Linked DNA regions of Mus musculus: regions 1, 2, 3, 4 and 6 are each linked to region 5. The links are chromatin contacts, called in public HiCAR-type and promoter capture Hi-C maps. All regions are on one chromosome and are shown on one strand. The core of a region is the stretch at or near the end of the contact, and the rest is flanking DNA. Distances in the headings are between cores, read along the strand shown.

Region 1 (4,713 bases), core at 1,899-4,398, 1.6 Mb after region 5:
TCCTTGTCTATCTAGTGAGTTCTTAAGAGCCAGGGCTAGAGAGACCCTGTTTCAAAAACAAAACAGCAAAGGATTTATGGGAGGGAGGTGGATGTCTGTGCCTTCTGGGCCAGTTAGAGCTATAAGAGACCTTGTTTCCTTGTTTTCATTGTTGTTTTAACTTTACACACACGGGACCCCCAGGAGTGCCTAGTGCCTTGGGAAGGGAGAAGGCATCAGGTTCCCTGAAACTGGGGTTACAGATGGTTATGAGTCACCTGGGTCCTCTGAACGCAGCCAGTACTCTTAATCTCTGGGCCATCTCTCTAACCCTTTCTTATTTAAAAATAAAATAAAACCCTGAAAACTGGTGGCACACACCTTTAACCTCAACATTTGCTAGGCAAAGGCAGGCCATTCTCTGAGTTCCAAGACAGACAGAGCTACACAGTGAGGCCCTGTCTCATCTCGAAAGACAAACAAAAAAAGCTGGTCATAGTGGAAATAGTGAGGTCTAAGCCAACCAAGGATACATAGGGAAACCCTCTTTCTTGGGCCAGAGAAATGGCTCAGTGGGCAAAAGTGCTTGCCAATTAGCTTTATGACAACTTTGACCCCCAGGATCCACCTGGTGGAAGAAGAGAACCAACTCCTACAAGCTGTCCCACGCTCGACTCTAGCAGAGAGTCTGCCCATCGACATGCATACATACGAATAAAGAAATGTAGTATCTCAACAAACTCCAGCTCAGTTTAAAAGGGAGAAGGGTAATTCATGCCCCTAACCTCACCCCTTCAAGCCTGACCTTGACAGGCAATAAGGACTCATAGGAAGACTGCACAGCATTCCCTACAGCTCAATAATGCAAAACCCTGTTGCTCTCAGTCCACAACAGCTGACTCCTAGAGGATCAGAGACTGCACTTATTAACAAAATGAGAAATCTGATCTGTGGAAAGAAAACACTATGTGAGGATTAATCTAGAATTGCAGCTTGTGGAAAAGGCTAGGCTGCTGGCCAAGACCAGGAAGTGCGGAAGGAAGGAACCCTGTCTACCTGTCCTCAGAGCAGGTACTATGCAGCAGAACAGGCTGCACCGCCCCTGCCCTGTTTGCACCTCTTCTCCTTCTAGCAATTACAGCAAATCATTTTGGTTCTGCTTTAAACACAGGGCTCCCTCGAGCTGCTTCTTCCTACACGCAAAGCCAACAATCAGAGGGAGATTTTTTTCTTTTCAGGAATTGCTCGTAAAAGCTCAGTGACTAATGTACAAGTCCCAACAACTGGCAGGAAAACACTGCAGGAAGAAATTCTGGGCACACAGCCGAACTCAAACAGCCAGACAAGCTGGCCAACAAGCACTCTCAACACCTTACAACTAACCTGCAGAAAGCCAGGAGCCAAATTAGTAAACTGAATGAACAGCATTGCTCCCCTCGCAGCAAGCAGGCAGGCAATGCAAAGACTGGACAACTTTTCCCAAGTCTACCCTGTAGGTTTCAGAGGTTTTCATTAAAAAACTGCATAGGACAGAAAGATCACCTGCAGGCACATGACTTCTTGCAAAAACCTTAGTGGGAAGGTTTGGCCACACATTTGTCTCTAGAGGCCAGCCTGAGGCTGGACCATCTGCTTTCTTTCAGACTACTCCAGGAGCTCTGCTCCACCCAGCATACTTTTTCGAGAGACAGAGCTACAGAGTGGTTACACAGACTACGATCCTAAAAATGTCTGCTTGAAAGCCAGGGATTCCAGATACGGGCAGATAACAGTGGAGGGGCAAGGCCAGGAGGAATCAGAAGCAATAATGTGGCATCCCTCTAGGGTTTGCCTCCATCCCACCAACCTTTGTCCTAGATTGGAAATCCCAAGTTCAGCCTAGAAGATGAGCCCCTCCACGACCTGCCGAATCTCCTGGTCCTAGGTGCAAAAGCCACAGCTAGCAAACCCCAGTAACAGTCCAGTCACAGGATTCCTATAGGCAAGGATCCGCCCCTCCCCCATCGCCACATATGTCAGTGGGGGTGGCCTCTCAGTGTTACACCCCTCCTGCTGATTGAAAGTGAGGAACCTGGAACACAGCTTTCCAAATGCGCCTGACAATTATAACTAGAAAAGATACTGTGAAGAGGGGGATAGAACACATAAGTAAATAACTTCTGAATCTCTCCGGCCAGCCAAGATCAGCACGGGACTCTCGTCGCAAGGTAGTCCAAAACTGTTCAGGGCGCGGCCGCTGAGAGTATTATCTGGCCTCAATCACTCCAAGTACCTAAGTCACTGCCCCCCAGGGAGAGGTATTTTCCCCCAGCACTTACACCCAGGCTTGTGTGCATATGAACCATTCTGGAAGATAAACAGAGAATGACAAGCTAGGGCCCCTCAGCTCACTCCCTGAGCCAGCCAGTCCCTTCCTCTTGCCACCCGACCCCCTCCCCCCAAGCCCATCTCTCTTCCTGCCAGGCGGCTGCCTCCAGCAAAGGTCTGGGGGCAGGGCAGAAAGCCCACCCAGCCACGGAGCCGGGCCCTCTAAGCCCTACCCTGTCCCTGACACGGCCAGTCCCCCAGCCAGGAAGGGTACTCGAGGAAAAGGACTGCAGACCATACACACAAGCGCAGTTCTGGAAACCGTAAAGCGTTCCAGTGAGGGGCAGCCGCAGGCGTACAGCCGTTTGCATAATGGGAGAACGCCCGCCTGTCAGGCAGCATAGCTCGCCCGACGCCGTTCGGATTAGATTGCTAATGAAAAGGCACAAAGAGCCGGCGCCCGCTACCCCGTCGACCCCCGCTCCACAGACTCGCGTCCCCGGACTGGCGCGGCCCTGGGGGCTTTGTGCCCGGAGTCCCCGTGCCGGCCGCAACCCGCCGGGCACCTGAACCACAAAGCCCCCGCCCGTCCAGGGTCCCGCGTGCGCCTCGGTTCGAGACTAGGGGCCGTGCGCGCGCTCCGTCCCACGCGCGCCCACGCCCCCCTCTCCGGGGGCGCGCCCGGCCCGCGTCGCCCTCCCTCGAGGACACCGCTTACCTCAGGTGCCTGCCAGAGGCCCCTCGTCTTGGGCGCCCGACCTGAGCTGCACGCGCCCGCCCTGTCCGCCCTCCGCCGGCCCCCGCTCGGCTCTCCGCCCAGCGCGCCCAGAGCGCTGCTCACAGCCGCCCGCTCCGCGCCATCTTGGAAGCTTGTGACGTCAGCTCCACCCGCTCACCCCTGACCCACATCTGAATGGGCGAGCGACAGGGCGGACCTGGAGGCGGACCCTTGTGGGGGCGGAACCCTGAGGCTGGGCGGGGCCGCCGAGGGGTCTGAGTCCAGGGATGGGCCAGTGGCTGCGGCAGAGTGTAATGGGGGAGGGGCGCACGGGAGGTCGCCTACAGGGTCCCGATGCAGGCGCCAGAACGGGATGGCAACCTCACCTCAAAATACTTGACGGGCAACACCCAGCGAAACAAGAATCCTGCTCTTTACCACGGGTCTATGCCCAGCCCTCAAACGGAAGACTGACCCGTTTTGAGCCTGACCCGGACCCTTCAGAACCCCCAACACTATCACCACCAACCCGGTTCAGGTGGCCTGCGCCTCTCCTCTTCCGCCCGTTTGAGCCCCTTGATCTACGCAGAGTATCTCAGTCTATAAAGTTTAGCACCCAAAGGCTGCTTGCTCCGCTGTCTGGGCTGCAGGAAGGCCTGCGTGGTTCTGATTTTAAAGGAGAAAAGAGGCCTGGGAGTCTTAACCCTAAACTTCTCCTAGGATCCTTACATCCACTCTCGCGAAGGTCGACCCGGATTGCGCAGAGGGCGGAGAGGTCCGTGTACACTCTGCTTACTTATCCAGAGTTCCGGTGACCGCCGCAGGTCACAGGAGTTTAGGCAGCCCAGTAAAGACCCAAGACTTGTGGCCATCCAAATGTATTGGGGTTCACACGGAGTTATTCTCTAGAGAGTTATTAGATGACCATCTCTCTACTTTGAACACTAAACACTAAAGCCCACCACTGTTAAAGGTCAGAAAAGTCCTAGCCAGAACCTACAGCTGTTCTATAGGGAGGTTGTGACCCAGAGTCAACATTGAAACCCAATTCAATAACCCTTCACAGAGGCAAGCATGCTTTCCGAATGTACAAGCTTAAAATAACAGATTAAAAAAAATTAAAATTCTTAGTTTACCCAATAGCTACATAGCTAATACATGATTGTTTTTACAACTATCATCTTTGAAACACCAAACAACAGAAATAGGAGTACATTTGTCCTAACAGATATTAAAGCAAATTATAAAGCTACTGCTGTCAATTATACTAGCCAAGACATAGAATACTATGCCTAAACATCCTAGAAATGGCGAAAACTCAATAGATTGAAAATGGGTGGCATGGGGCATGTCTTTAGTCCCAGAACTCTGAAGGCTGAAAGAGGCAGATCTCTGTGAATTAGAGCCAGTCTGACTACATAGTGACTTCCAGTTGAGCCAGGGCTACACAGTGAGCCTGCCTCAGAAAGGAAAAACAAAAAAGAACTATCAAGCACGTGTTAAAGGAATTGTCAATCATGAAGAACAGCTTAGAGGTGGGCTGTTTTGAAGACTTACTGAGCCAAGTGTGGTGGTCCTGCCACTCCCTAGGTGATGGTTACAGGAAGGAACATTTTTTTCAGTGGTTATAGTCACTGGTAAACTGACTCCTATAAATAATACACTGGTATTGCCCTGACTCCTATAAATAATCACCCACTTATTCCCCT
Region 2 (4,177 bases), core at 1,361-3,860, 1.6 Mb before region 5:
TATAGCTCTGATGTGATTATCCGAACAACGTTGGGGGACGTAGGATGGCACCACTTGGATTTCCTGTAGGAAAGTGATGAGAGGAACAGTAAATTAAACAGATGGTCACAGACCTGGCCTTCAACCTCCATCCAGCGTTTATACTCCTCTGTGGCTTTCCTGGGCTCCTGCCAGCGTCCCTGGTTTCAAAGAGTCCTATGAACCATAATGAATGGTTTCAGCGTCTAGTGTCATTAGTTTTATGTGTTTGAGAAATATGGCCATTTCCTTTCTATAACTTGACTCCTGTCTTCAAATATGAGTTTGAATTCAAGAGCTTATGAGATCTAGGGTATAAAAGTATTCTGGGAACATATATTTTTTTTTTCATGTCATCTTTCTTGTTCTGAGTCTCTATCAACTTTAAACACCGTAACATGGAAAACATGTTGGGTATATATTAGTCTTTATTTCCCAAACTCATAAATTCCCAGACTAACTCTTCCAAATTTTAACAAGCATCTCTTAAGAACTTACTGTGGGCTTGAAACTAAGGTGGGCGGAGGACACAGAGGGGAGGAGCTTGTTCCAAATACAGACAGTATTTGGAAATTTGGTGGAAAAATAAAGATGCCCTTCCAATAACATACACTCTGGAGCCATCAAACAAAAAGCAAAACTCACAGGAACAAACTTTGAAAGACTCAGAAATTATCAAAAGATGGCCTAGTTGGCTATCACTGGAAAGAGAGGCCCATTGGACTTGCAAACTTTATATGCCCCAGTACAGGGGAACGCCAGGGCCAAAAAGTGGGAGTGGGTGGGTAGGGAAGTGGGGGGCAGGGTATGGAGGACTTTTGGGATAGCATTGGAAATGTAATTGAGGAAAATACGTAATAAAAAATATATATTAAAAAAAGAAAGAAAGACTCAAAATCACAGGCAAGCCTTTAATTTTGGTCCCTGGGACCTCAAGGCAAAGGAAGCTGCAGCAGTTTACCTCGGGACACGTGACGAGAACACTAAACCTCACAGGAGCTCAGAACAGATTCAGTGTTCTCCTCCTCACATCAACTCTATCCTGGAAGAACTGAAAAAAGACGGAGAATCCTGGAAAGGAAAAATTATGAAGCCTTACTGTAAGTGTTCTTTGATCTGAGCAGCTTTCCAGCAGCAAAAGACAAATGTTTCCTGTACACCCGTGGCAGTCAGGAACTCCAGAGTATAGTCAATTAGCGCAACGTTGGCCAGGGGCAAGAGGACCTATAGGGCAGGAAAGAAAAAGTCTGAGATCTTCAAGTCAGGATTATACTTTGGTATACTTTGGTTTGCAGACACTATAATCGACTTTATCCTTTTATTCTAAAGCAAACAGGCTCTAAGGGTCAGTCTAAGGCTCTGGAATTTGAGCCTAGTAGGCATGGTATCAGACACAAACATGTTCTAGGAGCCCAGTGCTGGCATTAAGGACAAATGTTGGCCCTAAGTCATAGCTCTAGAACTCTAAGCACTAAGGTCTTCTTCATAGAATTTCCTTCTATTGTTCTATTGCCACTAAGAGTCACAGAAATCATTCAAACACTTGTCAAAAATGAACAGTCGTTAGCCTTAGGAATTCTTTTTTTTTTTTTTTTTTTTTTGTGGTTTTTTGAGACAGGGTTTCTCTGTATAGTCCTGGCTGTCCTGGACCTCACTTTGTAGACCAGGCTGGCCTCGAACTCAGAAATCCGCCTGCCTCTGCCTCCCGAGTGCTGGGATTAAAGGCGTGCGCCACCACGCCCGGCTATTAGGAATTCTTAAGTCAAAGGCAAATCCCTATTTGAATGAACTATGGATTGCTGAGCGACCCAGTAGTCTGCAAGCGCAATGCCTATTTCCTATGTCTAGGTAATTCCTAGACTGATGGCAACCCACTGGGGTCCCCTTTCAGCAGATGGGAGGAAAACAGCCTGCTGAGAGCTAGCCTTTTTTCCTTTAGGAATATATTACCATTGCCTTTATCTAAAGCAATTTCTTTAAATTGCCCATGTCCTGCAAGGTTAAAGACAGTGGAGGCCCCTCTTGTGCTACTAAATCCCCCGGGGAAGCCTTCTTTCAAGCATTGATTCTACACACAGCCCTCTCCATCCTTCCCAAGGCTGGGTGTATAGCCCTGCGAGAATCCATGTGTGCTAGTTACTCATCTGATCGGACAGCCTCCGAGGTTTCAGTCGGTCTCTCCACCTTTTCCTAACCAGATAAGCTCAACTTGAGGGTAACTTCCAGAGCACGCTTCACTAACCAGCTGCAGTGGCAACCTGCGGCCCCGCTACCCTCGAGGCCGGCAGACTGCTCGCGAGCCGGGTGCTCACCCGAGGCTGGTCCTTGGAGATGGGGAAGAAGCGGCGGTTGAAGCTATCGGCCACTAGAACTGCCTGGAGGGGCGGCGGCGGCTCCTCCTCCGCACCTTGGGTTCCCCCGCCGCCCGAGCCGCCGCCGCCGCGTTTGCTCGCTCGGCCGGCCGCAGCGCCAGGCACCGCCGCAGTGGCTGCCATCTTGCTTCGCAGCCAGCACGTCCGCCGGGAAGTCACACGGCACGCAGTAGGGGACAAAAAGGACTCACAGTCAAAACGCGAAGGTGTAGTTGCAGGGAGAGAAAGAGGAAGGAATGCGCATGTGTGTACCAGCAGACCCCACCCACCCCGTGCAAGACCAGGGCGTGGCTGACCGCAGTAGGTGCTACTGGGAGGTGTATGCACCCCAGAGGGGTGAGATCCCACCGTTGTCTACTTAGTCAGTGAGTGCTGTTGGATTGGACAAGCTAAGAAGGCAGCGAGCTGGATAGGCTTGTGATCGCTGGGCAGGAGCCTACAGCTCCTCTGCCCAGAGTAGGATAAAATTTGTAGTTCTCAGGGATTGGAGAGATCACTCAACAGTTAAGAGCACTTACTGCTCTTGCAGAGGATCCACGTTCTGCGCCTGGCGCTCACGTGGTAGCAAGCAACTATTCACAATTGCAATTCCAGGGTGTCCGACACACTTTCGACCGGGCACTGGATGCCTGTGGAAAACACTCATCCACATAAATCTAAATATAAAATGAAGCTCCCCACTTGCAGTCTAGTAATCTAAGGGGATCTGGCATCTTTGGGAGGGAAACCACGATCTGCACAAATACTGGACATGGAGGCAGGCTGTAGATTTTTACTGAACACACACCTATTATGGGTGCTCCCTCCCCCCTTGCCAGAAATACGACCTAGAGCGACAGGCATTTCTTAAACCCTCAAATCGGAACCAAGGGAGCACGCCCAACTAGTGAGTGGAAAAACTGCTGCTGGAGCTCATCTGACTCCCATGGTTCTGAAAGAGTAGTAAACTCAGTGCTCCAAGGTATGCTAATCATAAAACAGATAGCGACATTCCTCCACCCACCGGCTTCCTGGGTTCAAAGAGTGTTAATTCAAAGAAAGTCACCCTGACCCACTCTGACCATTGCTGGAACCTGCAATGCAAATGTGCTATCGTTAGGGGCTCTTAGAAACTGTCTTGAGAGTTAACAATTACCAGGTATTCCTTGTGACACCTGTGACTCTGTACTTCCTTGTGACTCTTAACTGGTATTTTTGGTATTTTCCAACAACGCCCTTCCCACCTCCTTGAGTTGTGGTTCCTTCCTTTAAATACCCCCTTATCCAGCTACTCGGGGCGCCACAGTCCTCTACCCCTGCGTGGTGTATGACCGTGGGCCCGAGAGCGCTCTTGAATAAAAATCCTCTTGCAATTTGCAGCAAGACCGTTTCTCGTTGGTGATTTTGGGGTGTCGCCTCTCCTGAGTCAGAACGTGGGGGAGTCCTCACGTTGTGGGTCTTTCAGTTCCACAAGCGTTATCCCAGATGAGGCTGGATCTAAGAGCAGGAGTAAACTGGGTAGGACTGGGGCGTAGTAGCAAGCTTTTCAGGCTAGACTGAAGTGGAGCAGCAGGTTTTGGTAAAAGAAGCCGTGGCCGCAGTTTATAAATCAAGCTTAAGGCGGAGGAAGCAATGGCACGCAGGCTGGGCGTAATTCTGTCAAGCCAAAAATTCCAGTAAGTAATCTGCCCAATCAGCAACAGAACCTCTGCTAATCCCACAGCCCGCAAGTTTCGGCAACTCCCTCTGTTGCTTCCACCCACCTCCCCGCAGATGTTCTCCGGTGGAGTGGTGAGCCTATGTTTCTA
Region 3 (4,544 bases), core at 1,716-4,215, 1.0 Mb before region 5:
TCTGTTTGCTCAGACGTACTAAACATTTTACTAAAATGTTTAGGTGAATGCTTGCACAGCAAGCCCTTTACCAACTGAGTGATTATCTTTGCACTGTGGTTCACTTCTTTAAAAAATCATTTACTATGATAAACTATACTATTATTCTTTGCTTTGAAGGAGTTTATCTTATTTTGCTATCATTTTATATGCATTATTATTCAGCGATTAAAAAATTTCACAGCTAAACATAAACAAAGACAATAAAATAATAAAAAAATGTTTAGGTGATTTCTTATTTAGTTGTATAGGTTTGGGATAATCTAGAGTTTTGTAGTCATCTGTAGAGTTTTATTCTTGTCTGGCTGAGTTTCCAGCTTTCACAGTCCCACTTCTTCAGCATTTCTTTTGTGTATGCCTCATAGAGAAATGCACTTTATGCAAACTAACTTCCTCCCCCACAGTGCTGTTAAAGGCTTCCTGCTGTGTTCATCCTACAGGACCATTGCAACTAAACCAGACATCTGAGAATCAAAAGTTTCTCATGTTTCACCACTTGTTGGGGGATTTGAATGCTAAATAACTGTAGTTGTTGTTTATTCTCTTTTATTAATTAATTAATTTTACTTCTGGTTTGCAGCTTCCCCTCCCTCTTCTCCTCCCAGTCCATCCCTCTCCCCTCCTCACCCCCATTCCCTCCCTTTCTCCTCAGAAAAGGGAGGCCTCTCCTGGATATAAACCCACCTTGGCCTATCAAGTTGCAGTAAGACTAAGTGCATCTTCTCCTATTAAGACTAGACAAAGCTGGGCAGTGGTGGAGCACACCTTTGATCCCAGCACTTGGGAGGCAGAGGCTGGCAGATTTCTGAGTTCAAGGCCAGCCTGGTCTACAAAGTGAGTTCCAGGACAGCCAGGGCTACACAGAGAAACCCTGTCTCGAAAAATCCAAAAAACAAAAACAAAAACGATTAGACAAGGCAGTGCAGTTAAGGAATCCAAAGGCAGGCAACAGAGTCAGAGACAGCCCCTGCTCAACTGCAGTTATTTTCAAAGGTGCCAAGGTTGATGAAAATGCCTCTCTTCCCTAATAACTAAGTATAATAGAAAGACTTCTAGGCATAGTCACTGATCAAGCATGGGTTTGCTCAGCTATGGCCAAACAAACAAACAAATAAAAAACCAGAAAATATGTCATCATGAAATCTGTCCTATGTCACAGTGTGTCCCACAGTATATCCCTCTGTCCACACATCTTCACTTGCAAATGCTAATTGCAATGAGTCATTGGTCTTGCTTGAGGTATCTCCCATCTGTGACTCCATCCAAATTGGATCCTCGCCAGATCTCCACCTGATTATCTTGTTGTTGTCCTGTGTCAGGAAGATCCCGCAGCTTTGAATCAGCAGGACTGTCCCTTTCCTGTGTCCCAGTTGTCCATAGATGGTGTAGAATTTGGGGTGGGCCAACTTAGAACCCTGGATCTAGTAGCTGAGCTGGTCAGCCCACCTGCTCTTCTTTATCTGCACCACCAGGGTGATATAACCACCAGGGCAAGAAAAACAAGAAGAGATAATGAAGAGGTCAACTCAGAGCCTTTGGAAAATTCCACTGGACCCCTCCCCTCCTGGAAGAGACAGGTCAGAGAGCACACAGGCCAGAAGGGAGAGGCTGAGTAAGCCCCTACTACCTCATTTCCTAAAGACCAATCAGTTTAAAGGGTGTATTGTTCTGCCAATCATATTGTGCCTAGTTGCTGATGCTCTATTCCGCCCCTGGAAACTGTATAAAAAACTTTCTGAATGGGCTGCCGGGGGTCACCACCTCTCCTTTGGATCTGGGACAAGCCCAGTGTGCTGGAACAATAAATTCCTCTTGTTTTTTTCATTGATTCCTGGCTCTGAGTGGTTCACTCAGAGGGTCCCCTGTAAGCTAAGGCTCCCCAGAGTCTTACAATAACACTCAAAAAGAATAAGCAGAAGAAAATAATCAAACTCAGGGATGAAATCAATTAATTAGAAACAACAACTAAAAAAAAATTACAAAGACTCAATGAAGTGACAAGTTAGTTCTTTGAGAAAATTAACAAACTTTTAGGCAAATTAACCTAAACCTGAATAGCAGGCAATAGGGCGAGAAGAACTCAAATACCCATCTTTGAAAGAAACACATCTCTAAAATTGCACGTGTAGATAAACAGGCCTCGCACTCATGAAGGAAAGAAAAATGTATGTTCAACAGTATTTTTTATTTTCTTATTTTATAAACATTATTATTAAAAAGCTTGTAAATAAATAAAACCACCACAAAACATTAATTATTTTAATATGAACCCAATGCAGTCTAGCTGCTTCCTTGCACTGCTATGGCTTAACAGTGTCTGTGCGAGACGGAGACAGGATAGTTTAAAGTTTTCTGAGGTTTCCCCTGCCTGTCGGAGCTGAATACTCTTCGTCTTATCTTGAAAAGGCAAACATTTACAAAGCTATCCTAGGAAACGCTTGGCAAGCTGTCCAGTTAAATTATAAAACACCATTGTTTAGTGAAGAAAAATGACTAACGGCTACACATATCTGAGTCTATAAATGTGGTTAAGCTGCAATAGAAACAATTTTTTTCAGAGATCACAGAACCTAGAGACCACCCAGAGGTGTCACATAGGCAGAGCCTTTAGACATTTATGTATGTTTCACTTAACTATTTTGTTTTCTGTTTCATGCTGTAATCTTTACGTTCTAGAACACAACATTAATCACATTAAAAACAAAATAAAATGTATCAGGAAAAGGCAGCCTATTTCCTGTGTCTTTGCCCAGGGTAGCTCTGCAACATGAAGCCATTTTTCTTGTTCTAGTGCAGCTCTTGCGTACCACAGCAAGACAGAGCATTCTTCACTAGGAAACTGATGTCATACTTGCAGCTGTTTCTCTGGAGCAGCTGGGGCTTTTGAGCCGTTTACCGTTTGCTGTGTCAGCCTGGGGCCTCCTTAGATGGTAAATTCCCTTAGCAGCAGGCAGCAGTGCTAAGTTGGCTTCTGCTTTGGCAGCCTGGAGAGCTTGGAAGAAAAGCCGAGTTAAACTGACCTGACAGAATAGTCTTCCAAAGAATATCTTTTCATAATTTTATCCATGTTTTAAAATTGAATTTAATAATTTTAATCGTTTTAATAATTTAACCGATGGCTTATCTCATAATGCGATGCTGTCTTCACCCCTCAGCACCCCTTCTGTTTCAAAATGAGTTCTGGAAGTCTGTGGAAGCCTAATCTGTCAGCACTCACTAATCCCCAGGATCAGCTCTCACAAAGAAGAAACCTTGAGTGATCTTCAGGGAGATTAGGTAGGAGGAGGTTTAACTATACCAATGCAGCCAGTACCTAGAGCAGGATGGAGGCCAGAGAAGATGGTGACCTTGCGTCCTGGAACTCCATCTCTGTTCTGTGCAGGCAATGCGAGGACCCAGACCCCAGATACTCACCATACATGGTGGTGCGGATAGCAGAGGCAGAGATGAGGGCCTATCATCGTTTCTTGGGGAGCTGCACCAGCCTGGAATACAGAGCAAATAAAGGTAATGCTGTGTTTGCATTTTTCCCCATTTATCCTCATTGCTACTACAATCATGGCTTAACTAAGAAATTTCAGAATTAAATTTAAAGATTTTTTTTTTTACAACTATGTTTTCTTGTTAAAAAGAGTTTTAAAGAAGCACCAATTAGCTATTATAATCCTGGAAGTAGTCATTTATTGAGATAGATTCACAATAAAAATAGATGATCAGCTGAAAGAACCAGGTGATGAGATAGCATGTTGCAGCCGAGAAGGCTTATTTTCAAAGCACAGATGTGTGTGTAGATCTATATGCATATTGAATATCACCGACCAATGTGATAACTAGTTCATCATGGTAAAAGGATAGCATTTTTAATTTTTTTGTTCAGGTACACTTTCTATTTAAAAAGAAATGTATTGCTCTTATATAATGAAAGTAAGAATACACATGATTAAGTTGACGGGCTGAAGGAAAGTGTTGAGTCTGGAGGATTCTTGTTAGACATGTGATCTAGTAACACATTGATGCGGTGAGTGGGAAGGGTAGCACTTCTCCTGCGTGGGCTCTGAGGAGTCCTCTCTGTCTCTCTCAAGGACTTGGAAGCTAGCAAGGCAGATGCTGTTAACTGTAGTACTTGCTTGCTTTCAGGGGTTCTGCTCTGTGGAAGGCCTGCCTGCTGCTCCTGTGGACAGGAGAGCTTTCCTGTGAGCCCCTTGGAGGGCTTCCCTGCTAGGAGGCTTTTTTTTTTTCTCTGAAAATGTTTATGTTACATTTATTCTTCTTTGGTCATGGATTAAACCCAGTGCCTCTGTTGCTCTAGTCTTCTTCTTCTTCTTCTTCTTCTTCTTCTTCTTCTTCTTCTTCTTCTTCTTCTTCTTCTTCTTCTTCTTCTTCTTCTTCTTCTTTTATTTTTGGTTTTTCGAGACAGGGTTTCTTTGTATAGCCCTGGCTGTCCTGGAACTCACTCTGTAGACCAGGCTGGCCTCGAACTCAGAAATCCGCCTGCCTCTGCCTCC
Region 4 (4,284 bases), core at 436-2,935, 1.5 Mb after region 5:
CTACATTGTGAGAACTTATCACTTATCTCAATACAAAGTGACCTGTTCACCAAGACCTGTAGGACTCCAATTGATCTGGAGTGGAACATTAAGAATCCAGTACACAGAAGCACAACTTCCTAGAGGCAGAACATACATTAGCCGTCAGGGAGACAACAACAGGGAAGGTAGGAGAAGGTAAAATACCAAACAGTGGCAATAGAAAACAACAGAGATCTGTCCAAGTCCCAGAGGAGAACACTTGCCAAAGATCAGAGATGAAGACTGGTAAAGAAAGACAGTATTTTGTTTCAACTATTACATTTCAAAACTGTAAAATACTTAAGATTATTCTTGGCTGATATATCAGTAATTTCTTCTTCTGCCAAAACAACTATTTTGCCAGTAGACTTAGGGGCAATCTGGTGTCTTGGAATAATCTTTATTTTATGCTGGAGAAGATGGTACATGCCTGAAATCCCAGTATCAGAAAGATTGAGACCAAGAATTCTAAGTTCCAGACCAGCCTGGGCTTCATTGGTAGGCTGTCCACCAAGCCGAACTCCTCAAAAAGAAAAGGTCTTAAAGAAGTTTCAGAAGACCATTTCTGTTCCCAGCACCCATCTGTCAACTCCAGCTCCAAGGGATTCCCTGGTGCCCTCTTCCGGCTTCAGGGGACACCCTTAAACTGTGCATATGCAAATACAGGTAAATTAAAGGAAAGCAAAGTTCCTAGTTGCTGAAATTTTCTATGGATGGAAAGAGCTGTCACAATAACACACGGTCTACAAAGGTAAGAGTCGACTCAATTCAGGATCTGGTTTCCTGAGCAGGAGCCCAGGCGAGGGGACTTAAATATTCCCATTAGAAAGGTGAAAAGTGGTCAAGGATGTGAGAAGAAGAACACAGGCTCCCTTTGCGTCAGTACTTCAGGCACCACCTGGCACTTGAAGCATACACAGTTCACACTTTAACTGGGCCACTAGAGAGGAACAGCTTGAGGCTTCTGCCTAACAAGTTATATGTAAATGAAACAGACACTACTTCCCAAATACAGGCCGCACTTTGGCATTTTTACTCTCACACAGAACATTATTTGGAGTTTACTTTTTAACTAGACATGAGGGCAGGGCAGCGAGGGAGAAATTAACCTCGCAGAATAATAGATAAGGAAGCTTCCAGAGGTAAACATCAGGTGATCCTGATACATAATTCTTTACACTATGTCCATGAACTTACGGTAGGCAATTAGAAAAATACCAAAAGATCGTAAACAAAATATTTCTTCATCCCGTTTTTATAACGCATTGATTGGCCGGTTTAGCTCAGTTCTGCCCCAGGCTCACCTCGGAAGAGGCGACTCCGATCTTCTCCGATTCATACATGAGAGACAAGGACCTGCTGGTACTGGCAGCGGTAGCCTCGGCCCTGCGCAACACCTCCTGTCTCAGGTACTGCTGCCTGTCAATGGGCGCGTCGGGGCCGTCAGGCAGGTCGCGGACGTCCTTCCACGGCGCGGGCCGGGTGTCTTCCTCTTCCACGTCATCGTCGAAAGGATTATAGCTTTTAGGATAGCCAGACATGGTGCGGGAGACGGCCTGCACCTAGGAAGCAGGAGGGGTTGCTGAGCGAGGAGTCGATAGCCCAGCGCCGGCGGGCGGATTCACTGTGGACGCCGCGCGCACTACTTCCGCCAGCACTGCGCTAGAGCCCCGCCTCCAGAGCCAACCCGGCGGCGGAGCGGCAGAGGGGGACCAGGCCCCACCCAGTGCGGGGGAGGGGAGAGGGGAGGAGTCAGGTGGTCAGGTGGCCGGGAAGTCGGCCGCCTCTGCGCCTGCGCAGTAAGGACCGGTGGTGGCGAGCCCAGAGCTGTGAACCCAGCCGCCTGCGCCGGGGCGTGCGCTGTGATGGCGGCTGCTGGGGCCCGGGGAGGAGGCGGCGGTGGCGGCGGCGGCGGCGGCGGCGGCTCGGGGTCCAGCTCTGGCTCCAGCACCTCTCGAGGCTTTTATTTCAACACAGTACTTTCACTGGCCCGCTCCCTGGCTGTGCAGAGACCAGCATCCTTGGAGAAGGTAACCCTGCGTACTGACAGGAGGAGGGGCCTGAGGTGGCGAAGCGGCGGGACGCTGCTGGGTCTGAGAAGGCTACTTGCGACTAGAGAGGGGCTCCTGAATAGAGGTGGCAGCGATGTAGGGAGGTCGGTGGGAGAGGGTTCTGGTGAAGAGAGGAGTCGGGAAGTCGACAGGACGCTGGGAGGTCTGGTACCGGTGGGAGTGGGAGGGCAGTGAGCTGTGGGCGGGCGGACTACCGCTGTGACATCTCAGGCGCGGGGGTTGTGGCAGCATCGTGACTGCCTGTGAGGCGTGGTAGGATGAGCCAAGGACCAAGAGTCCAATCCGGGCTTTTGGTCCCGATTTTTTGTTTTCATTCAATGACCTTGGAGAGGTGTCTTTCTCATGAAATGGGACGCCCTCCTCCCCTACACACTTTTTGCCCTTCTCACTGGATTGTGGAGAAGGACAGCTATGCAAATCGTATTATTATTTAAGAGATGGTAGCGTTAGACTGGATCAAAAGATGATGAGTTTCGAGAAGATGCAGTGGCAGGAATATGCAGTGGACTGTTAGTAGACAGAGAACTAAATTCAGGATTGCTTCAGAAGAGAAAGACACGCCAGTCCTTATCTTGGAAGATAAAAGATATGCTTGGACCTGGGATAAGAGGTGAACTGGGTGGGTGGTGAAGGGTAGAACCCCAGGATTAAGGAGGCTAACCGCTTTCTTTTAGGGGAAAAAAAAAACCCAAAAACCAAACAACAACAAAAGGATGTTGTGATAGGAAGAAGACAGATTTTAGTCAGAGCTGACTAAATTTACAATTTCTGTGTGCAGTCTTGAGGAAGAAACTTGCATGCTAACAGCCTATTTGCTTATCTATAAAACCTGTGAAGCTTTGATGAGTTTACATATTAAGGCCAGGCACAACGTGGATGAACAATAATAGTCAGCTGCTTTTCGCCCAGGAATGTGTAAATAGACTCAGCACAGTATGTTAGCACTGAAGGGAGGGGGCTGTCTGTCCATTCAACTTTCTGAAAGATGGAAAGAACCTGGGTGACATGTGCACCTGCGCGCTGATGGGTAAAAGTGGAAAGGCAGAGTGACCTGGTCTTTGACCTTGTAAGTTTTCAAACTTGATTGTATCACCTACCTGCAAGGTGAACAGGTTCTGGAAGATCTAATGCCAACCCGACTTCTGGCTAAAGAATGAATACAGACTGGACATGGTAGCATGCACCTGTAGTCCATGCTACTCAGGAACAGCCCAGTATCCGCAGAGGTGCTGAGGAGTTGTTGTTCACTCAGGGAGTTGGTATCTCAGTACTCATGTCTGGCAGCTTAGGACTGCTTGAATGTTTGAAGGTAACTCCAGTTTTAGGGCATCAGAAAGTCCTCTTGTGGTGTCCATGGGCACTTGCATGCATGAGCACATACAAGCACAAATAAATAATAACAACATCTTAAGAAGATTTATTTATTTATTATATAATTATGCTGTAGCTGTTTGCAGACACACCAGAAAAGGGCATCAGATCTCATTATGGATGGTTGTGAGCCACTATGTGGTTGCTGGGATTTGAACTCAGCACCTTTGGAAGAGCAGTCAGTATTTTTAAGTGCTGAGTCATCTCTCCATCCCCCAACATTTTTAAATTAAAAAATAAAAGATGGTTTAGGACTTGTGGTGCAACTTAGGCAACATATCAAGATCCTGACTCAAGCAGGGAAAGACAGCAGTGTGTGTGTGTGTGTGTGTGTGTGTGTAAGACTATGAGTTTGAATGGTAAGACCATCTAAATTTACATTCCCTTATTACTTGTATTTTTAAACTTCTTTTTTGTTTTATGTGTATGAGTGTTTTGCCTGCATATGTGTTCTGTACACCATATGTGTCAGTGCTTGCAGAGGTCAGAAGAAGGCATCATTGGATCCCTTGGAATTGGAATCATGTGAACAACCACATCGATGCAGGGAATCAAATCTGAGTCCTCTGGAAGAGCAGCCAGTGTTCCTAACAGCTGAGCTATCTGTCCAGCCCCTCATCTTTGTTTGTTTGTTTGTTCGTTTGTTATATACTATAATGGGCATGTGGAGGTCACAGGACAAACTTGCAGGTAACAGTTCTCTCCTCCCACCATGTGGGTTGTCAGGCTTGACTGCATGTGCCTTCATGAACTGAGCAAACACCCCTTCTTCCCCCCATCCTTTTGGTGGAGACAGGATCTCACAATATAGCTTTTCTAG
Region 5 (4,417 bases), core at 422-2,921:
CGCACACACACACAAAAACACACACACAACTGTAGCTCCCTCTAGATGCAATACAAAGTAGAAAGGAGGAAAGACCCTTCCTCTTTCAGCAGAGCTTGGCTGCTTCCTCGTGCTTCCTTCGGGTCCTTCCAGAGACTCAAGTACTAGCTGGGGGGAAAGGCTCTAGCTCTTCCTCACTCGCTCGGCAGAGAGCAAACAACCTCCTGCAGTAGTTCTCGACAAAACTGGATGCCACCGGCTGCTTTCTCCACCAGGGTGTAGGAATCTGCTATTTGAAGTCACTATCACGGATCCAAAGTCGCTTGTCTCCTGTGCACCACTGGCCCCAATCTTAGTCATCTGAAGCCCCAATCCTTACATTAAACGTGGTTCTTTCGTGGTCCTCCGTAGGACCTGAGCCCAGGCCCTTCCCATTCCAGGATCGCAATAGCCCGAGTGGGGGCACTGTCACAAACTCCAGGCCTCAGAAAGGGCAATACAGCCAGTAAGTATCTCATGCAGATTCACCGAGCCGCTGAAAGGCCACAAGGGGGATGTCGCCCCAGTTTCATACTCACAACCATCTGAGCACATACTGGATGGTGAAGCCGGATGGCAGCACCAGGTCGGTACCCAAGCCGGCTCACCAGAGCCAGGCATCCCAGATTAAGGGTGGGCGGCGCAGGACACAGCGCCATTGCCTGAGGCAAAGGCGGACTTCGCTGCAACCAGCCCGAAGCACGTGCCCGGGCTCGCCGGTGTCCCAGAGCCGGGGACAAAGTCTGCTCCTGCCCGTTCTGCAGCTCCAGCACCCGGCACCAGCGTCTGGACAAGGTGGGCAGGACTTGAGCACCGCCGCAAGCCAATCCCAGACCCCACCCCGATGCAGGTTCGGCCGCCCACGACTCCTGCGTGCACTCACCATTGTGGTTGACCCAGGTTGGCTTCAAGAGCTTCATTGTTCGGCCGCTGCCGGGCTGAAGCCAGAGCCGTGTCCCTCAGCACGCCTGGGCCATGGAGCTGCCGCAGCTTCCTCCCGCGCCGCCCGCCCTCCGGCCGCCGCCCACCCTTGCCCTCAGCGCCGCCGCGCCATCGCCGGCCCGTGCCCCCAGCCGCCGCCACAGCCGCCTCCTGCGCTCGGCCGCCGCCGCCGCCGCCACAGCCGCATCCCCTGCGCCGCTCCTCCTCCGGCGGCTCCCGGGCAACGCCGGAAGTCACGGCGCGCACCTGCCAAATCGCCCCGGCGGGAAACCGCTCCCTACGCGGACCGGGCCGCCTCGGTTCTTCGGTAGACAGGGGGGGGAGGACGGGGATACTCCGCTGCCACTGATGTGGTCGCCGATGAGGGTCGGTGTGAGCAGGCTGGCAAAGCCTTGAGATCCCGCCCGGCGATGCAGAACCAGGGTGGTGTGCAGATCTCTAGTTCTACCTCCGCGGCTCCGAGTCCAGCTTAGTAACTAGCTTCCGCCATCCATCAATTCGCGCTATTGGGCATCTCGCGAGCGCCAGCCGGGCGGGCGCCAGCATGCATCTAGCGGCAGACGGCAGCGGGCCCTGAGCTCGATTGCATGCATAAAAGAACTAGGCTGGTGAAGGATAGGGGGCCAGACGGGCGCATTTATTAGAAGAGCGGGGCGTTTTCATAGATGTAAACACATAGGCCAGGCGGAGCAGAGAGCAGGAAAACACCGCAGCATCCACAGAAGGCGGGACGCCCGCAAAAGGGCGCGGCGAAGCCACCGTTGCTTGCCCGGGGCGGGGCTGCGTCGGGGGCGGGGCCAGCTGCGGGCCCGCCTCTCGGAATCCCAGACCCGCGAGTTCCGGGCCGAGGCCTGCCAGACCCGACCGGGTACCTCAGGTCGGACCGCCCAGGGGCGTGCTCCCGGAAGCTGCCCGCCAGCGGGTGGCGTGAAAAACTATGGCTACCGGGGTGATGCTGTGTGCTGCGCGGGCTCTGCGGCCTCGGAGCTGGTGAGTGTAGCCGCGGGTGGCAGAATACCCAGGGCGCGTGCGCGGGCTTTGCCCCGTAGCTGCTCGCTAGTGCTCGCAGATTATTTCTGGGCATGAGCCTACCGCATCTGTTGCGGATGAAAATCCGAACTGGAAGTGTACTCACTTAACAGGCTATTTGCCTAACAAGTGTGAAGCCTAAGTCGTGCTTAAGTGGTGGCCTACTCCTGCAACCCCAGCACTATGGAGGTGGAGGCTAGGTCAGAAAGTCAAGGTCGTAACAGCTGCATACAAACCTGGCTATATTACACCCCATTTTTAAAAAGAAGAAAAAGACGCCGGGCGTGGTGGAGCACGCCTTTAAACCCAGCACTTGGGAGGCAAAGGCAGGCGGATTTCTGAGTTCGAGGTCAGCCCAGTCTACAAAGGGAGTTCCAGGACAGCCAGGGCTTTACAGAGAAACTCTGTCTCAAAAAAACCCAAAAAAAAAAAAAAAAAAAAAAAAAGGAAGAAGAGCAATGTGTTTTTAAAAATCCAAGGATATGTTTTATAGAAGGGACGTATAGTACAGTGGGAGGGGGTACTTTACTCAGTGGTCCACACTGAAGCATCCCTCCTTCCTTCCTCGAGGTACCAGTCATATACTAGACAGGTCTAGTATAGAATAGAGTTTATTTGTGGGTATGGGAAGGGGAATTGAGAAGAGAGTAGAGGCAGAGAAAGAGAGGGGACAGAGAAGGGGAGAGAGAGAGAGACAGAAAGAAACAGAGAGACGGAAGAAGAAGGAGAAGAAGAAGAAGATCCTGCCAGAGCAAGTAAAGGCTCTGCCCCAGTGAGAAACAGAGTTCTGTAAATTCCTCACTTTGACCTTGCTGGCCTAATACAAATGAACTAGACATGGTGGAGCAGCTGAGGCAAGAAAATTGTCTCAAGTTGCAAGATAGCCCGAATTAGGGAGACTTTTGTCTGAAAAAAATACAAAATAGATACTTACAAACATCCTCCGGGTTTTAGGAAGACCTATAGTTATGTGTATGTGCCTTCTCTTTCCCCAGATCTTTATACATACCCTTCTCTCCTTCAGGATCCCTGGAACCTGCCAGGCACACGTCAGACACACCCACCAGAGAGCTTCCTTACTGGCCTTCTGGGATCTCATCCCCATGAGGTAAAATCCAGCATAACCCTTAGCTCTTGGGGTATGAGAAACACGTGTATGCATATGACCAAAACAAAGCAAGAGTGCCCAACCTTGGGTTAGCAAGCAGATTTCAGTCTGTGGAACTAATAGTTAAATTTAAGTGGATGCCTCTGTCCTTTGAAGGAGCTCTGTACTATGATAGCATAGCATATATGTATTGCTACTTGAGTAGTTTAAATAAGTAGCAGCTAGATTTAAGGAGTCTTATGTGTTTCAAAGGGCATATCTTAACTTCTGTATTTCCATAGGCCTTGCTCTTCCCTGCTCATTCTGATTCACTGAGTGGGAGAAAGGTTCAAAGACTAATAATAGTTACTCTAGGAACTTTGGATGCTTTCTTGGGGCTTTATTTAGTTTATTGCTAAAAGGTTTGCTTTAAGGGTTTTTTTTTTTTAATGTTTATGTTCCTGACATATGTATACACATGTGTTTGGGGTGCCCAAAGCCAGTCAGGGGTTATAGCTCTCCTAGTTACAAACAGTTGTGAGCCCCTGATGTGGGTTCTGGGAACCAAACTCCAGTGTTTAAGATCTGCAAGCACTCCTTGTAACTCCTAAGTCATCTCTCCAGCTTCAAATTTGATTATTCCTAATGCCACATTTAGCCTGGGAAGTGTGTTCCTAAAAGTAAATCAGATACTTGCCAAAGCTTTAGGACATGGCTAATTTTGTAATGTGTTATGTCTACATGCATGGTGCCCACAAAGGCCAGAAGAGGGTCCCAGATCCCTTGGAACCAGAATCAATGATGGTTGTAAGCTGCCATGTGAGTGCTGGGAACAAAACCTAGATCCTCGGCAAGAGCAGCAAGTGTTCTTAACCACGGAGCCCTCTCAACACCCCAGAAACTGATTTAAAAAAAAAAAAATCTGGCAGTCATTTTTACTGTCCTGTCTCTTTTAGTCTTGAAGCATTTTGTAAATCACAAATTCATTTCAAATGTGAATGAGCTTTTACTCCCTTAGTTCAGCACGTTCACTTCTCAGGGCAGCTTTAAGATACACCTGAATCACAGACTGGCACTTCCAAGCTAAGAATGTAGCTTGGTTTATTGGATCCTTGCCTAGCATGCACAAAGCCTTAAGTTAATCCCCAGCACCAGAATACTGGGAGTAGTAGAAAATAACTAGGCTGGAAGTCTGGAGGTAGAGACAGTAGGATCAGAGTTCAAGGACATCCTTGACAACATAGCCAGTTAAAGGCAAGCTAGGACTGTGTAAGAATAAAAGTTAAAAAAAAAAAAAAAGTTGGGCAGTGGTTGCACACCCCTTTAATATCAACACTTGGG
Region 6 (4,717 bases), core at 803-3,302, 1.4 Mb before region 5:
TTGGAGCTAGAATTTCAGGAAGTTGTGAGTTACCTAACATGAGTGTTGGGAATTAAACTGGGGGCTTCTGGAAATGAAATCTTCTTAATCCACCAGTTGTTCCTCCAGCCTCCATTAGAAACAAAACAAAACAAAACAACCCTTAACTAAGAAAAAAAGCCTTTACTCCCAGCACTTGGGAGGCAGATGCAGGTGGTTCTCTGTGAGATGAAGGCCAGCCTGCTCTATAGAGTGAGTTCTAGGTCAGCCTGGGCTACACAAGCAAAACCTTGTCTCAAGAAACAAACAAACAAACAAACCCCCAAACCTAAAAGAAAAAAAACCACAAAACACTGGTAGCACGTCATGAATGAGAAGAAAAAAAAAAAAAGAAAGCAAGTGGCTGGACTAGGTTGATAGAGAAAAACTAAAGGAGGGAAATTAAATAGGAGGGCAACAGGGACAAGGTGGGTAGTGAAGTCGTGGCTAAAGGTAGAGTGGAGGGAGGGAGGTAAAGCAATGCAGCAAATAGCCTAAAACAAGCCAAATTCTGCAGACTCTGCACAGACCCTGAGAGTCAGGCGGCCAGCCTGTGATGTCTGGGGAGTGAGAAGAGGGGTGGAGATATATATGACGGACACAGGCTGGCCCACACTGGTTCTGGTTTCAGTTGGCTCAGTCCATCCATCTTTATGTTGGCCCATTTGGCCTACACTGACTTTGAAAACATGGACAATAAGAAACAATTGTGTATTTAATCTGTGAATGAAAACATAGAGTCACACAAAGTGGGTATCCCTTAACAACCAAACTCCTCTGCATCCCATATCTAGAAGCTACAAACAATGACTGGGGTCCCTTAAGCATCTCCACTGGTGCTGCTACCCACAGTTATGCAGTGTGTTCTGACTCTTTCTGAATAAGGGTCGCTCCCCATGTTCTTCATTCTCGAAGCCTGGAAACACTCAGCCCAGACCTTTACCACCAGTAACAGAAGAGTTTCTAAGGGACCCCCACCCCCACCCATTCTCCTTTTCCCTCTTGAAATAAATGAGATGACAGAGTAGTCCTGGAGGTGCTTCTGATAGACTCCAATCTAATAATATAAACCAAGGGCCATAAAATTGCAGAGGGAGTTAAAAAGTCTCTTTTACTATAAGTGAGGTTTGTTGTGAGTTCTAGAAAATTGCGGATTTATAGTTAGGAAAGGAAACATGCCATGCTTAGGCATTACACATGATTCCCTGCTACTGTAACATTCTTATTTGAAACATTCCTGTAGAAAGGGAACATTGTTCTCAAAGCAAATGTTAATTGTGCTGGGATACTTGACTCTCAGTTGTCTAGAGATCAACCAGACTCAGGTGTAGGAGACCCTCTCCCTTCCCTTGCTTCTTCAACTGAAACACTTGGGGCTCTGTCTTTGGCTATCAAACTTCAGTAATGGAACCACCCCAGAAATCTCATGCTGGAAGGAAAAAGCCTGAGTTTCTGGGGGCAGCCAGTAACTACAGAAGGATTTGCAACTTGTCAAGGGGGCAGGCTTGGAGAAGGAGGCTGGATCAGGGGTCGGGGGTGACGGGTGAAGGGTGATTGGTGAGGGGACACAATTTCCTTATACTGCACACTTCTTGCCTTCCATTTAAACCTTATCTTTATGTTAGACCTGGAAGATGAACGTGGGGAGTCATTGAATTTCATCCTCTCAGTGTGGTCCCATTTAATAAATCGTTTTCTGCTTTTCACAATCAGACAGATGTCCAAGCCTGGCGAGTTAAGGTTGCCACTGTACAGGGCCATTTCCCTTTTCTGAGACTATAAAGCACAGTGAAACGGTGTCTTGTGGTTAAATGTGATAACCTGAGGGTGTCTGATAACACAGCGTTACTCAAAGCCTCAAGTTTTCCCCAGTCACTCTCACCAGAAACTTCCAAGGTGGCGCTGGTCTGAGAAGAGGAAGACCGGAACTGAACGGCCTCCAGGTGGCGCTCTAGACCACTCCTCCGCGCTGTGTGGCTTTTTTTTTTTTTTTTTTTTCTTCGCCCCGGAAGTGATTTCTAGGCCGGGGTTAGAGAGGTCGGGCCATGGTGGGGCAGAGGTTGGGAAGATGGCGTTGCAAGGTTGGGTACAGCGAGGCTGGCGCTGCGGTCCGGCGTGGGCGCCTCCCTTGGGTGGCGGCTACCGGGAGCTCTCTGCGACCCAGGCCCCGCGGCTGCTTGGACGCAGGTAATGGCCGCCGCTTCCAGCTCCCCCGGCTTCCCATGAGCTGGGGTTGCGCGCATCCTCGGGGGATAGGTAGCCGTGTGGGGCTCCCGCTTTCCATTGTTTACGAGGTCTTTGCTAAAGCTGACTCCTCCCTGCCTAGCTTTTCCTTGGTCCTCCTTTCCCTACTGGCTTCTGGGTGCCGAGCCGCGAGAGGTGTCTGGCCGAGCCCGGCCCGGTTCTCCGGACCCGCGGTCTTTCCTAGTAGTTCCGAGGGATGTGATGGAAAGGGGAACTTCTGAGCGTTAATTGCATGTCCGGCTCATATTCTTGAAAGGGCTGTACTGCTGTAGGAAGCACGTGGCCTTTCCGGCCGGCCGGATCTTACATGAAGTGTAATAGAAGAGAAATTCCATAGCAGTTGAATTAATACTGACGTTGAAACTTAGTCCGAAGATGTCAACTTTGCAACTTCTACCTAATTGATGGTACCATACACACCAAGGGGCCTGAGGTCTTTATAAACGTGTGAGCTAGCCAGAGATGAGATTGAGCCTGGCGAAGGCACCACCTGATCTTAAAATTCACCCGAGGTGGGCACAGGTCTGTAATCTCAACTCTCAGTAGTCTGAATCAGGAGGATGGCGAGTTGGAGCCAAGCTGGGAAAGGCTGAATTATAAATAAATAAACAGCACCTGGACTATATGTAGATTCATTTCCCAGGTGCCACCCAAAATCAGAATCTTGGAAAGTGGCGAAAGCGGAAGAACCTGCTCCTCAAGTGAAGCTTATTAACATCTGTGGAAAAGTTGCATATGGTGTAGCTTACTGGCTAACGTTTAAAATCAGGCATTGCTTTTAAACAGCTTGGTGTGGTCAGACTTGCTTGTAAGCAGGGTTAGGCGTTCAAGGCTAGGCTGGGCAGCAGAAGACTGGAAAAAAGAAAGGAAGAAAAAAGTCTTAAACAGGTGGAACTGGGGAGGTGCCTTGGAGGTAACAAGATTTCTGTGATCCTGTTGATTTGCTGTGATAGTTTCGGGAAAAGGCAGCAAAAGAAGTGGACACTTCATCTCTGAGGAACCTCATTGGTAGGGTGCTTGTCTCTAGTAACACCACAAAACTTGTCAAAAGAGTTTAGCCTACCTATCATGGTGGCTCAGGCTAGTAATCCCGGCACTTGGGAGGTGGATTAGGAGTAGGAGCCAGACTGTCAGGCCACCATGGATTACTTGAGGTCCTGTCTAACCCTCCCCTCAGTACATGTGGTATTAAAATTTATATGGAAACTTGGAAACTGACATTCTTAATCTTGTGGTTATGGGAGAATGCATTAGATGAGAATGTGGGTGAACCTGAAGTGGCTTTGCTCTTGTCTCCACATGTATGAACTTAATAGGGAATGGGAGTTGCTCGCTTTGTAATCACTAGTCTGTTTTGAGCCACTGTGGTTCTAAATTAGCATGAAGAATGAGCCAGGCCTTGTGGCTCTAAAGAGGTCCCAACGTTTGCATTTTATAAACACTTTATGTGGTGATACAAAGGCAAAGGTGATACAAACACAAGGTCCTCAGGCACCTGCCAGCCCACACACGGTTCTCCCTTTACAGGAGTTATAAGATTTTATGATATGGTTAAGTTTAGGTTGCTGCACTCCTGTCCTTCAGGATTCTTGTCTAGCAAGAGAAATCAATAGTACTGGGTTACAAGTTTAGTTCTGTATAATGAATGCATTCTGATGATGATCATTTGGTTTAGTTCAGTGGGAACTGATCACTTTATTTATTAGACCTACTTTGGCTACTTTAAACTCTTCCTGGGCTTCGTGAGCTCTTAGCTCAGCACTCAAGATTCTCTGCTCTTACAGGGGACCTGGGTTTGATGCCCAGTTTCCACATGGTTGCTTACAACTGTCTGGAACCCAGTTCCAGGGGCTAAAGGCCTCTTTAGGCCTCTGCTAGCACCAGGCACACATGTAGTGCACAAACATACATATAGGCAAAACCTCCATATACATAAAATTAAACGCTCTTGGGGCTGGAGACATGGCTCAGGGGTTAAGAGCACTTAGTACTCTTCTAGAGGACCTAGGTTCAATACCTAGCACTCAAATGATGGTTCACAATTGCCTGTAATTCCAGGCCTAGAAATCTGTTACCCTCTTTGGGCCTCCAAGGCATCAGACACATGAGTTGCACAGGCGTACATGCAGACAAAACATCCATACATGTAAGGAATTGAATTTTTAAAAAGAATAAGGCTTTTAAAAAGAAAAAAAATTACTTAGGAATGCATTTGGCTATAAAACTGATGACTAGATAAGTGGGAATTATTTTTTCTAAGATGTTTTGAGGGAAGAAGCGACTGCTGTCTTTGTACTATACTCCAAAATGTCAGGGTTTAAGTGTAAATTCCTTGACCTTTATCTTGGCTTTAAAGAGAACTGTTTTAGCTTTAGATATTACATCCTATTCAAGCCAGAAAGATAGAGGCACGTGTGTGTGTCTGTCTGTCTGAGTGAGACGGGGTGGAGGAGTG

The links. Promoter capture Hi-C pulls out the DNA fragments that hold promoters and counts their contacts. HiCAR-type assays count read pairs that join an accessible place to other places. Capture Hi-C pulls out chosen DNA fragments and counts their contacts.
Region 1: a promoter capture Hi-C map of cranial neural crest shows a contact between it and region 5. The contact joins the promoter of Hic2 here to the promoter of Hira in region 5. A contact is called at or near these places in 2 of 39 promoter capture datasets (cranial neural crest and liver).
Region 2: a promoter capture Hi-C map of liver shows a contact between it and region 5, with 2.4 times the contacts expected there. The contact joins the promoter of Eif2b5 here to the promoter of Hira in region 5. A contact is called at or near these places in 1 of 39 promoter capture datasets (embryonic stem cells), 1 of 115 datasets of contacts at active chromatin or transcription factors (embryonic stem cells) and 2 of 9 other capture datasets (adipose tissue and liver).
Region 3: a promoter capture Hi-C map of pre-B cells shows a contact between it and region 5. The contact joins the promoter of A930003A15Rik here to the promoter of Hira in region 5. A contact is called at or near these places in 4 of 39 promoter capture datasets (the HPC-7 cell line, cranial neural crest, frontonasal cranial neural crest and 1 more).
Region 4: a contact with region 5 is called in a promoter capture Hi-C map of adipose tissue, with 5 times the contacts expected there. The contact joins the promoter of Snap29 here to the promoter of Hira in region 5. A contact is called at or near these places in 4 of 39 promoter capture datasets (cranial neural crest, frontonasal cranial neural crest, liver and 1 more) and 2 of 9 other capture datasets (adipose tissue and liver).
Region 6: a contact with region 5 is called in a HiCAR-type map of astrocytes, with 4 times the contacts expected there. The contact joins the promoter of Parl here to the promoter of Hira in region 5. A contact is called at or near these places in 5 of 39 promoter capture datasets (cranial neural crest, embryonic stem cells, liver and 2 more) and 4 of 115 datasets of contacts at active chromatin or transcription factors (astrocytes, embryonic forebrain and embryonic stem cells).

What each region holds. Positions count from the first base shown.
Region 1 is chr16:17,232,022-17,236,734 of GRCm38.p6, reverse strand. It overlaps Hic2 (hypermethylated in cancer 2), which reads right to left and starts at 3,148. Exons shown (of 3, transcript NM_178922.3): 1 at 3,005-3,148.
Region 2 is chr16:20,497,250-20,501,426 of GRCm38.p6, reverse strand. It overlaps Eif2b5 (eukaryotic translation initiation factor 2B, subunit 5 epsilon), which reads right to left and starts at 2,610. Exons shown (of 16, transcript NM_172265.2): 1 at 2,331-2,610; 2 at 1,118-1,242; 3 at 1-63. The coding sequence starts at 2,513.
Region 3 is chr16:19,882,695-19,887,238 of GRCm38.p6, reverse strand. It overlaps A930003A15Rik (RIKEN cDNA A930003A15 gene), which reads left to right and starts at 2,965. Exons shown (of 3, transcript NR_027896.1): 1 at 2,965-3,315; 2 at 3,422-3,546.
Region 4 is chr16:17,403,401-17,407,684 of GRCm38.p6, reverse strand. It overlaps Snap29 (synaptosomal-associated protein 29), which reads right to left and starts at 1,685. Exons shown (of 5, transcript NM_023348.4): 1 at 1,326-1,685. The coding sequence starts at 1,562. Pi4ka (phosphatidylinositol 4-kinase alpha) reads left to right here and starts at 1,820. Exons shown (of 55, transcript NM_001373955.1): 1 at 1,820-2,051. The coding sequence starts at 1,887.
Region 5 is chr16:18,874,004-18,878,420 of GRCm38.p6, reverse strand. Hira (histone cell cycle regulator) reads right to left here and starts at 1,671. Exons shown (of 25, transcript NM_010435.2): 1 at 902-1,671. The coding sequence starts at 938. It overlaps Mrpl40 (mitochondrial ribosomal protein L40), which reads left to right and starts at 1,784. Exons shown (of 4, transcript NM_010922.2): 1 at 1,784-1,950; 2 at 3,014-3,097. The coding sequence starts at 1,898.
Region 6 is chr16:20,299,697-20,304,413 of GRCm38.p6, reverse strand. It overlaps Parl (presenilin associated, rhomboid-like), which reads left to right and starts at 2,052. Exons shown (of 10, transcript NM_001005767.4): 1 at 2,052-2,205. The coding sequence starts at 2,087.